Regions from separate parts of the Gossypium hirsutum genome. Here region 2 is linked to region 1. Evidence: chromatin contacts called from public Hi-C data. All regions are on one chromosome and are shown on one strand. The core of a region is the stretch at or near the end of the contact, and the rest is flanking DNA. Distances in the headings are between cores, read along the strand shown. Region 1 holds the start of LOC107913350 (protein CROWDED NUCLEI 4). Region 2 holds the start of LOC121223170.

What was found. Hi-C and Micro-C count contacts between places; a contact is called where the count stands out from the background.
Region 2: a contact with region 1 is called in a Hi-C map of leaf, with 1.7 times the contacts expected there. The contact joins the promoter of LOC121223170 here to the promoter of LOC107913350 in region 1. A contact is called at or near these places in 4 of 34 Hi-C or Micro-C datasets (leaf and seedling).

What each region holds. Positions count from the first base shown.
Region 1 is chrD11:29,442,996-29,447,650 of Gossypium_hirsutum_v2.1, forward strand. LOC107913350 (protein CROWDED NUCLEI 4) reads right to left here and starts at 3,110. Exons shown (of 9, transcript XM_016841905.2): 1 at 2,589-3,110; 2 at 1,110-1,319; 3 at 753-1,006; 4 at 42-312. The coding sequence starts at 2,777.
Region 2 is chrD11:29,670,840-29,675,285 of Gossypium_hirsutum_v2.1, forward strand. LOC121223170 reads right to left here and starts at 1,628. Exons shown (of 2, transcript XM_041104266.1): 1 at 1,590-1,628; 2 at 837-1,334. The coding sequence starts at 1,628. The coding sequence ends at 837. LOC121223171 reads right to left here and starts at 4,292. Exons shown (of 3, transcript XM_041104267.1): 1 at 4,024-4,292; 2 at 2,796-2,953; 3 at 2,323-2,678. The coding sequence starts at 4,292. The coding sequence ends at 2,323.

The DNA of each region.
Region 1 (4,655 bases), core at 1,860-4,359:
ATCAAAATCCTAACTTCTATAGTCAAATGAAATATGCAGACCTCCTCTCTTTTTGAAAGAGAAGCTAAAGTCAACTCAAGTTTGGATTTTTCATCCTTCAAAGCTTTATGTTCCCGCTCAATATCCACTCTTGATGCCTCCAACTCCTTCTCCAGTTGATTTAATTCTTGACTTCTACTAAAGATATACTCCTCTCTCTGGTTCAAAGAAGCTTGCCCATCAAGTAGTCTTTCATGTTCTTGCTGTATAATCTTCTGCCTCTCACTCAGTGATTGCCGTTCAAGAGTAATCTCCTTCTCCTTTGTGTCACAACTAAAACATGGAACAAAATAATTATCAGACTCCTTGAACAGAAAATCTAAATAAAATCAAACTGCACAAATGCAGCCAAGCAAGAATGTGTATCCAGCATCCACACAATACCGTTTCCAACCAAGGCAGTTTTTACTGGTTCACTTCCAACTAGGCAACTCAAATCATGTCTGCCTATAAGAACATTTTAAATAGAATAATAGGCCATCATTTACGGTTCTTATTTATGCACACTTTTCAATGCAAAATATAATCATACTGCAATCCAGTAACAAATACCACAAAATATGAATACAAAGAGATGTATAAGGCACAAGTGTTTCCTCTTGGGTAATAAAAGCTTGTTCAAAAACTACACACTGTTAGGAAAGAAACAAAGAGATAATAAATATATATAGTACAAACAAAAAAGAGAAGGAAATGCAATGTAAATCACATACTCATTTTTGAACAGTACAATACGTCTACTAAGGTCTTCTTCACGTGCTTCAACTTCTTGGAGCTTTCTCTCAGCAGTGCGTTGAAAGAGGCTAGCTTCTGTTTGTAAGGACTTTGCAGCATGAAACTTTACCTCAGCCTCTGCAAACTTCTTCTGAGCATCCTCTATCATAATACGCGCTTCAGCTAATCTACTTTCAGCGGCAACCTTAGTTTCAGCAGATTCTGCACGCATCTCATGCAATGCCTTCTCAATCTGCAAAACCCCGCCACAAAGTTCTAAGAAACATACAATGCTGAAAGATAAGTGAACAAGGAAAACAAGTTCAATAAAAGAGACTTTCAAATGATAATCGTACGCTTGCTATGCACTCTTTCTCAACTCCTAAAGATTTCTTCAAACCATCCTCTCGCTTTTTTGCTTCTGCAAGAGCAGATGCATGTGCAGCTTGATCCCGCTTTTGCATTATCTCACTTGCTTCAGCAGAGGCTTTAATTTGTTCATACTTGGAAGCAAGCTCCTTTCTCTCCAATATAAGAAGGCCCATGTGGTGTTGGTGCTCAAAGAGCTAAATACAAGAATAGATAATATTAGAACTAAATGCTAGTAAGCTATGTGGAAAGAAGCACAAAATGAAGGAAGATTTACAATATGAACTTATGAAAAACATGAAATGCATAGATCATCTTGTGCTAAACCAAGAATGCCATTATTCCTCACTCTGATCTTTTGTACAAACAAAGCATTCATAAGTCTCATTCATGCATAAAGTTAGGTAAAGATTGCAGCTTAGTAATATGAAATCCATAGGAACTAACAAGTGCAAAAACTCAGAAGTTAAAATAGCAATCAATCCCTAAATAATGGCACAGAAAACAGGAAATGCTATCTAAAAACAACGAAACAAATCATTGAAGTCACTAAAAAACAAACAATAAATGCTCCTAAAAGCTCTTATAATCCCACAAAATTAACAGCTCAATGTGCCATTTGCACGCCCACGACGTCTACCACACCTAAAGGGCATTGCAAGGTGATACAACACCTCAATCAAATAATGCAATTGGAATATTAGGTAAAAATCAAGTTTGTTCCATTCAAAGCTTCTACAAGGGAACACAACTAGCAACCAGAAGGACATTTAAGTGAAGTACGGAACTTTAACCAAAAGGTTTATTCAAGAAACAAGACTTAAGTTGATGGCTTGGCATTAAAATTTGACTTGAGAAAAGAATAAGAGAAAACAAGATCACAAGGACACAGAGGAATAGGTGGTTCTACTATGGTAGCCTACATCTAGTAATTGTCGATATTATGAACACATTGTTTTAGTTTATACAAGAATGCCCTATTTATATAGAAGGTTATCACCAATTTAGAAAAGAACCAAGCAAGAATATTGTATCGTAATATCTAAAAAATGGCGTCGTAATTATATCATAATCCCTAATATAACTAAGTACATTTATTAGATTAACAATATGTCAAAAATATTAAAACAAATTCTATATACAACAGGCTAGCATCTTTCAAGTACCAAAACCCTTACTGTTTTATGTTGAAATCTGTTAGAGATCACTTCCATTACTTAACCTTTTTATTAATATACATATCTGATTTTCTTTTCGTCTTAAAATTTAAAACTGAAACGCAATATAAAGAAAGAAAAGTCCATATTTTATTGCGACCTTCGCAATTCACAATTTAAAATTTCAATATACTACTACTCTCTTTGACCAATTGCACCCGCGACCAAACAAGTCTTTAAAGAAAAACAAAAGGAAAAGAAGAGCCATGAAATTTTTTGAGAAAAGCAGTTAAAAGATTTGAAGCAAACCTCAGCTTCAAGCTTTGCAATATAAGCAATAAGCGCAGCTTTATCTCTCTTCTTGATCGATTCCTCATCGAATCCAGCTTCCTTGAGTCGTTTCCAAATGGTTTCGTCACTAAGAGGACTCTTCACAACCCTAGACCCCGGCATTATAGACAACGCCCTGCCGCTTCCCGGCGTGATCGGACTCGCCATCTTCTAAACCAGATCACGGCACCAAAACCCTAGAGTTCCGTACGCCTGTAGCTATTCTGAATATGATTCTTCACTTTTCTTTCTTTTTCTCTGTAAAGAGGGAAAGGGAGAGAATCAAAGTACTGAGTCACCGGCTCACCACTCAGTGAGGTTTTGTTTTTTTGAGAGTTGAAATCGCCAAGAAAAAGAACTTTCTATTGGGATGATCCAAAAGCGATGTCGTATCGGGAAATTTAGGCTGCCAGTTTGTGGGGGAAAAAATGGGAAAGGAAAGGAAAATTGAAATTTTAAACAAAGATTAGACGGAAGAGTAAAGAGTAAGAATTGACAGTCAGCGTCCAACGTCAGCTAATTTGAAATTTAAAAAACATAATTAACGGCTGGTTTTCATTGGAGTTTGTGGGCTAATTTACACGTTTGGGTACTTGATTTTGCACCCAAATCTATCCTCTCCTTTTTCCTCCCAAAATAGCTACCAAGAAAATTATGGAAAAGAATTTCAAACATAATGACCTTTTTTCTTCAACTCTATAAAAAAAATCATTTTAGTCCTCTAATTAAATTTTCGTCTTTTTTAATTTTTAAATTTATATTTTCTGTCAAATCACCCTAAAATAAATGAAAGAAATTAATATTTGATAACTTTGTTAATATGGTATGCACATAAATGACACATCAACATTTAATTAACATTTTTAAAATTTTTAAAATATTAGAAAATATTTTTTATATTTTTATAAATTTTAAATAATTTTAATGATTTATAATTTTTAAAAATAGTTTCTATACTTTTTTTTGAATTTTTAAAATTTTTAAAAATTAATTAAATGTTGACTTGTCATTCATGTTTACTTGACAATCTACGTGTATGTAACATCAAAAAAGTTAAATACATTAACTTTCCCATTCATTCTAGGATGATTTGACAAAAATACAAGTTTAAGGGCAAAAAAATATGAAAAATTAAATAGATGGCTAAAATGACTTTTTTATAAAGTTAGAAGGCCGATAAAAAAAAGTCATTATATCTTTCAATTTTTTCCTCACTTCTGATTTTGATGATTTACGAAAAGGTTAAATCATTATTTGTGGCTTAAATTTGGTAAGTACTCTTATATTAGGATTTTTTTTTACATTGGGGCATGAATTAGACACTTGTTCCACATAAGGGCTTAAACTTTAAAGTTTTCAATGAAATATAAGAATTAACTTGGACAAAAAAAGTTCAAGTGTCAATACGAAAATAGTTACCAAATTCAAGTACTCATTTGGACAAAAATTAATTTAAGCTTCAATACGAGAACAATTATTAAATTTAAAGGCTAACTTAACACAAAAGAAAAATTAAAGCTACAACAATGTATTAACTTTTTTAAATTAATGTAAGATTTAATTTAAAATTCATTTTAAAAAATCAATTAATGTGCGGACTGAATCTTGGAAATCCGTTGACATAATTGCTAAGACCTACGGGCGAATTTTTTCTATTTTAGCTTGAAATAGCTAATTATTTAAAGCCAGTTATACTTCTTAAGCTAGGTCTTAACCTAATAATTTAGTGTGGAAAATGAAGGCATATGTGGCAACATAAGATGTTGCCAAGATTTTCACCTCATGCTTGGCTTTAACCAGCCACTTGAGGAGCTGCAACATCTTACTTCGTTTGGAAAAATTAAGAAAGAAAATAGAAAGAAGTAACGGAAGAAAAAAGAGAAGAGAAAGTGAGTGCAAGGTTTAACCATTCGGCAAGGCTTAAAGGAGGAAAAAGTTTTAAAGCCATGAGATTTCATCTTTTACCAACCATGTATTAAGAGGAAGGTCTTTTTTCCCTTTTTTTTATAATATGAAATTAAAAGATTAATATTTATACATTCGGGG
Region 2 (4,446 bases), core at 378-2,877, 230 kb after region 1:
CGATTAACTCAAACAAATAATGCAATACAGGCAAGAATCGAAACAAAGAACTGAAACAAATAATGCAATACAGGCAAGAACCGAAACAAACTATTTAGCCCTAAAATTATGTCTTTCAATCGAACATGCAAAACAAACTTTGGAAAAACCTCTGGAAAACTAACCGGGTGAATGCAAAATTAGGCAAGATTGCGATGAAGAAGGTGTTTGAAATAAGAAAAGGGAAATCGATTTGGGTTAGTGAACAGTTAAAATAAAACAGCAAATCGGTTCCTCCTTCTTGATAAAATAAAGAAAATCAAAGAAACAAACTCAAATCAATGACGGACTGAGTGGAAGGGAAAAGAAATTACCTGTGTAAGGAGGCGTCGAAGAATCTGAAGGCTGAGGACGAGGGCAAAAAATGGAAAAGCAGAGAAGGGGAAAACACGGATTAGGAAATCGGGGATGAGGGAGCGTAATAGTTATTACGCGCAATAACTGCATAGGGGGTAACCGATTACACGCGGATTGGGATTACAGCGAATCAAACGGCCGTTTAGCAGTGGGCCCGCTGCATAGGGGGGAATACGCATGCATACCCCCCAACCAAACGCGCTGTTAAGCTTTGGCCCGGAAGGAAATTTAAAACTAAACTAAGAATATTCTAGAATACCATAATTATACCCCTATTCTGCCCAATCAGAAAACTGATACACATCTTGTTTGCTAGGCTGGCATTTCTTCTTCAAGACGTTTTCACAATTCCAAGGGGAGTATTTAACACTTTGTCTGTTGATCTGCCCATTTCACAGCTTCCCTTTCTTTCTCTTTTTCTCTATCCATTTTCAATCCGGTTATCGTACACTGTCATTTACTCTCTGAAATTCGGCATATTCAGGAACACTATCCACCAGGTATATCTCCTCCCTTTTCTTCATTGATTCTCTAGCTAGTATATGTGTTAAACTATTTGTTGCTCTTGGGATATATTCAAACGTTAAGTTTCTAGATCTGGACATTATTTGCTGGATATCATGTATATATGCTCTGATATGTGATTTGTCCTCTCTGTTTTCCTTGCATTTCTTGATGATTGATAATGAATCACCTTCAATAATGATCTTGGACCATTTCATCTCTATCCCGATTTGGACTGCTCTACGGCAAGCGAGTGCCTCCGCGGCAAAAGCTGAGCCTATCTGGTGATGAATCTCTAAGCAAGATATTAGGGCCTTTCCTTCAGTGTTTCTAACCACTATCCCCGAAGCCGCTTGACTAGATCTTTCATCATATGCTGCGTCAAAATTAATCTTCACTGTCTGATTAGGTGGGTGTTTCCATTTACTGAATTTCTGGGTAATTTTTTATGTTTCTTTTTCACTCTCATCTAACTTTCTGATGTAGCTCTGGAAAAAATTTGCAATTTCTTTCCCAGATCTACTAACTTTCTCATGTTATCTACTATTTCTTTCTCCTCAGATTGTCCATAACGCGCAACAAAATAATCAGCATAAGGAAATGTTATTCTGAGCAAACACCTAGGTTAGCCATTGTAGAAATTCCATATTAGCCTGTAGAAGCTTCTGGAATGATAATTCTGTCCATACTGTCACTGATACAGGGCATTCCCGGAAGAGATCGTCCATCGTTTCCACTACTGATTCACACCGGGGGCAAATGACATTAGTAATTAGCTTTTTGTATTGCATGTTAGCTCGTGTAGGCAAGTAATTCAAGGAGGTTTTCCAAACTGTAATCTTAATTTTGGAGGGTAGATTTAATAGCCATAGTTTTTTATAGAAACTACTTAGTCAGTTTTTAAAGCATAAACACTAGGATCTTCCGACCTTTGTAATAGTTTATAGGCACTACGGACAAAGTATTCTCTCGAGAGTTCACCATTCCAAGCCAGAAAATCATCACGAGGTGCTTTCGCAAGAGGAATATGCAAAATCTTCTCTGCTACTTCATTCAAAAAGGTATTGACAATGTTCTCTATTTTCCAGCTTCTGTTATTAACATCAATAAGCTCAGCAACTTTAAAATCACATAAATTGTTAATAATCGATGATAATCTATAATTTCTTGTATCCAAAATCCATGCATCATGAAGAACTGAGATATTCGTGCCCCTACCCACCTTCCAGCAAAGTCCCTCCCCTAAAATTCCTTTTGCCGCCCATAAGCTTTTCCATGTATACGAGCTATTATTCTTCAAGCGCGAATTTAAAAAATTCTCATTTGGAAAATATTTCACTTTAAGAACTTGCGCAATTAAAGAATTTGGACTATTTAAAATTCTCCATCCTTGCTTTGCTAGTAATAAAGTATTAAATTGGGTCATACTCTGAAAACCCATTCCGCCCTCTTCTTTCGGTCGACACAGAAACTTCCACTGGCACCAACGAATTCCTTTTTCCCATATCCCTTTTGCCACCAAAATTTAGCAAAGACATTTTCGAGGTCCCCACAGAAAGATTTTGGTAAAAGAAAATAAGACATAACATAGGTGGGTATTGCTTGAAGCACTGATTTGATAAAAGCCTCCTTACCCCATTGTGATAATAGTTTGACAATCCAGTCTTCAATTATTGCATGGATCCTCTCTTTAAGATTCTGAAAAGATTCTTTCTTTCGTCTGCCAAGCACATTGGGAAGTCCTAAATATTTCTCCGGATTTGTTGAACTTCTTACCCCTATTAATGACGAAATTTTACATTTTCTTCCTTCCAATGTGTTTGAACTATAAAAAATCGTAGATTTGTTAAAATTCACACATTATCTTGAGCACTTTTCATATTCCTTCAAAATACCTTTTAAAACCATCGCTCTATTACGTGTTGCTTCTCCAAACAATATACAATCATCTACAAAAAGCAAGTATGATACCGCTGGACCCTGCCTGCTAGCCTTTGCGCCTTTTAATAGACCCTCTTTTGTTGCCAATCTCATCAACGATGAAAGGCCCTCACTACAGAAAAGAGAAAGAAAAGGACTCAGAGGATCTCCTTGTCTCAACCCTTTAGTAGATTCAAAATTTTTTCCTCTTCCTCCATTAATGTTTACTACATTCGAAACTGTGGTAATGCATTTCAGAATTAATGCCACTCATTCTTTAGCAAAATCCATCTTTAACATTACTTCCTTTAAAAATTCCCATTCAACTCTATCATAGGCTTTGCTCATATCTAGCTTCACTGCCATATATCCTTTCTTCCATGTATGCTTTAGTCGGAGAGTGTGCAAAATTTTATAAGCCAAAAGCACGTTATCAGAGATTAATCTGCCAGGGACAAAAGCACTCCGAGTCGTATCAATACATCTCCCAATTACTACTTGAAGTTGATTGGCTAGTGTTTTGGCCACAATTTTGTAAATAACTGTGCACAAGCTAATAGGCCTATAATTAACGAGATTTGTAGGGTTTGGGGTCTTTGGGATCAGCACTATATCTATTGAATTGAAAGAGCCAAAATTTTAATCTTCATTCAAAATTCCTAAACAAAAGGTTGTGATGTCTTTACTAACGATGCGCCAGAATTTTTTAAAAAATAATACGGAAAAACCATCGGGTCCTGGTGCTTTAGTAGGCCCCATACTTTTCAAGGCCACATACACTTCGTCTGCTGTAAATGTTGACAGTAGAAAAGTATTAATATTTTGTGGAATACTATTGTCAATACCCATCAGTAACCTCATATATCTCAATCTTATCAGTAACCTCTCCTCTTTCATCAAGTTCCAGCCTAGATATTGTGTTTACTCTTTTACGATTTGAGGCATATTTGTGAAAAAAGGCTGAATTCTTATCTCCTAGTTTAAGCCAGTTTGCCCTTACCCTCTATTCCCAATACATTTCCTCTTTATCAATTTCCATATTAAGATGAATTTTAGTATCAATAATCTTTGCCAATGTATCATCATCCCTTTCTTTCTCAATCAGTATCTCTAAGTCCTTAGTAAGCTTCCTCTTGAGCCCCTCTTGCCTTTTTTTAATTTTTCCTGCCCAGCCCACTTACTAACCAATCTCCACTTACTAACCATGGAAATGATTGTTGTTGACCCAAGTTTTTTAGCAGAATCGAAGAATCATTCTTCTTATGAACATAATGTGAGCCATAAAATCCCGTGAATCTCCATTCTTCTTTGACGCCTTCCGCCTTTAATGTGACATCAATGTGGCTTTTTGAAAAACTTCTCAAATTGACCGAGATATCTGCTTTCCATGCCAAACATAATCTACCACGAGAACCCTTTACCTCAACATCAATCCTGTTCAGTAATCTATAGCTCCTTCTAACCTTCTCCATACATTTTTTTATCAATTTTTGTCTCCAAAAAGAAGACCAAATGGGGATTTTGCTACTTTAAAAAATACCGCACCCTTCTTACTGCCCGTGGACTCCCCAATCCACGGACATTCTAGCTTAAGATTTTTATTACGTTCGGTCAGCTTGCCTCTTG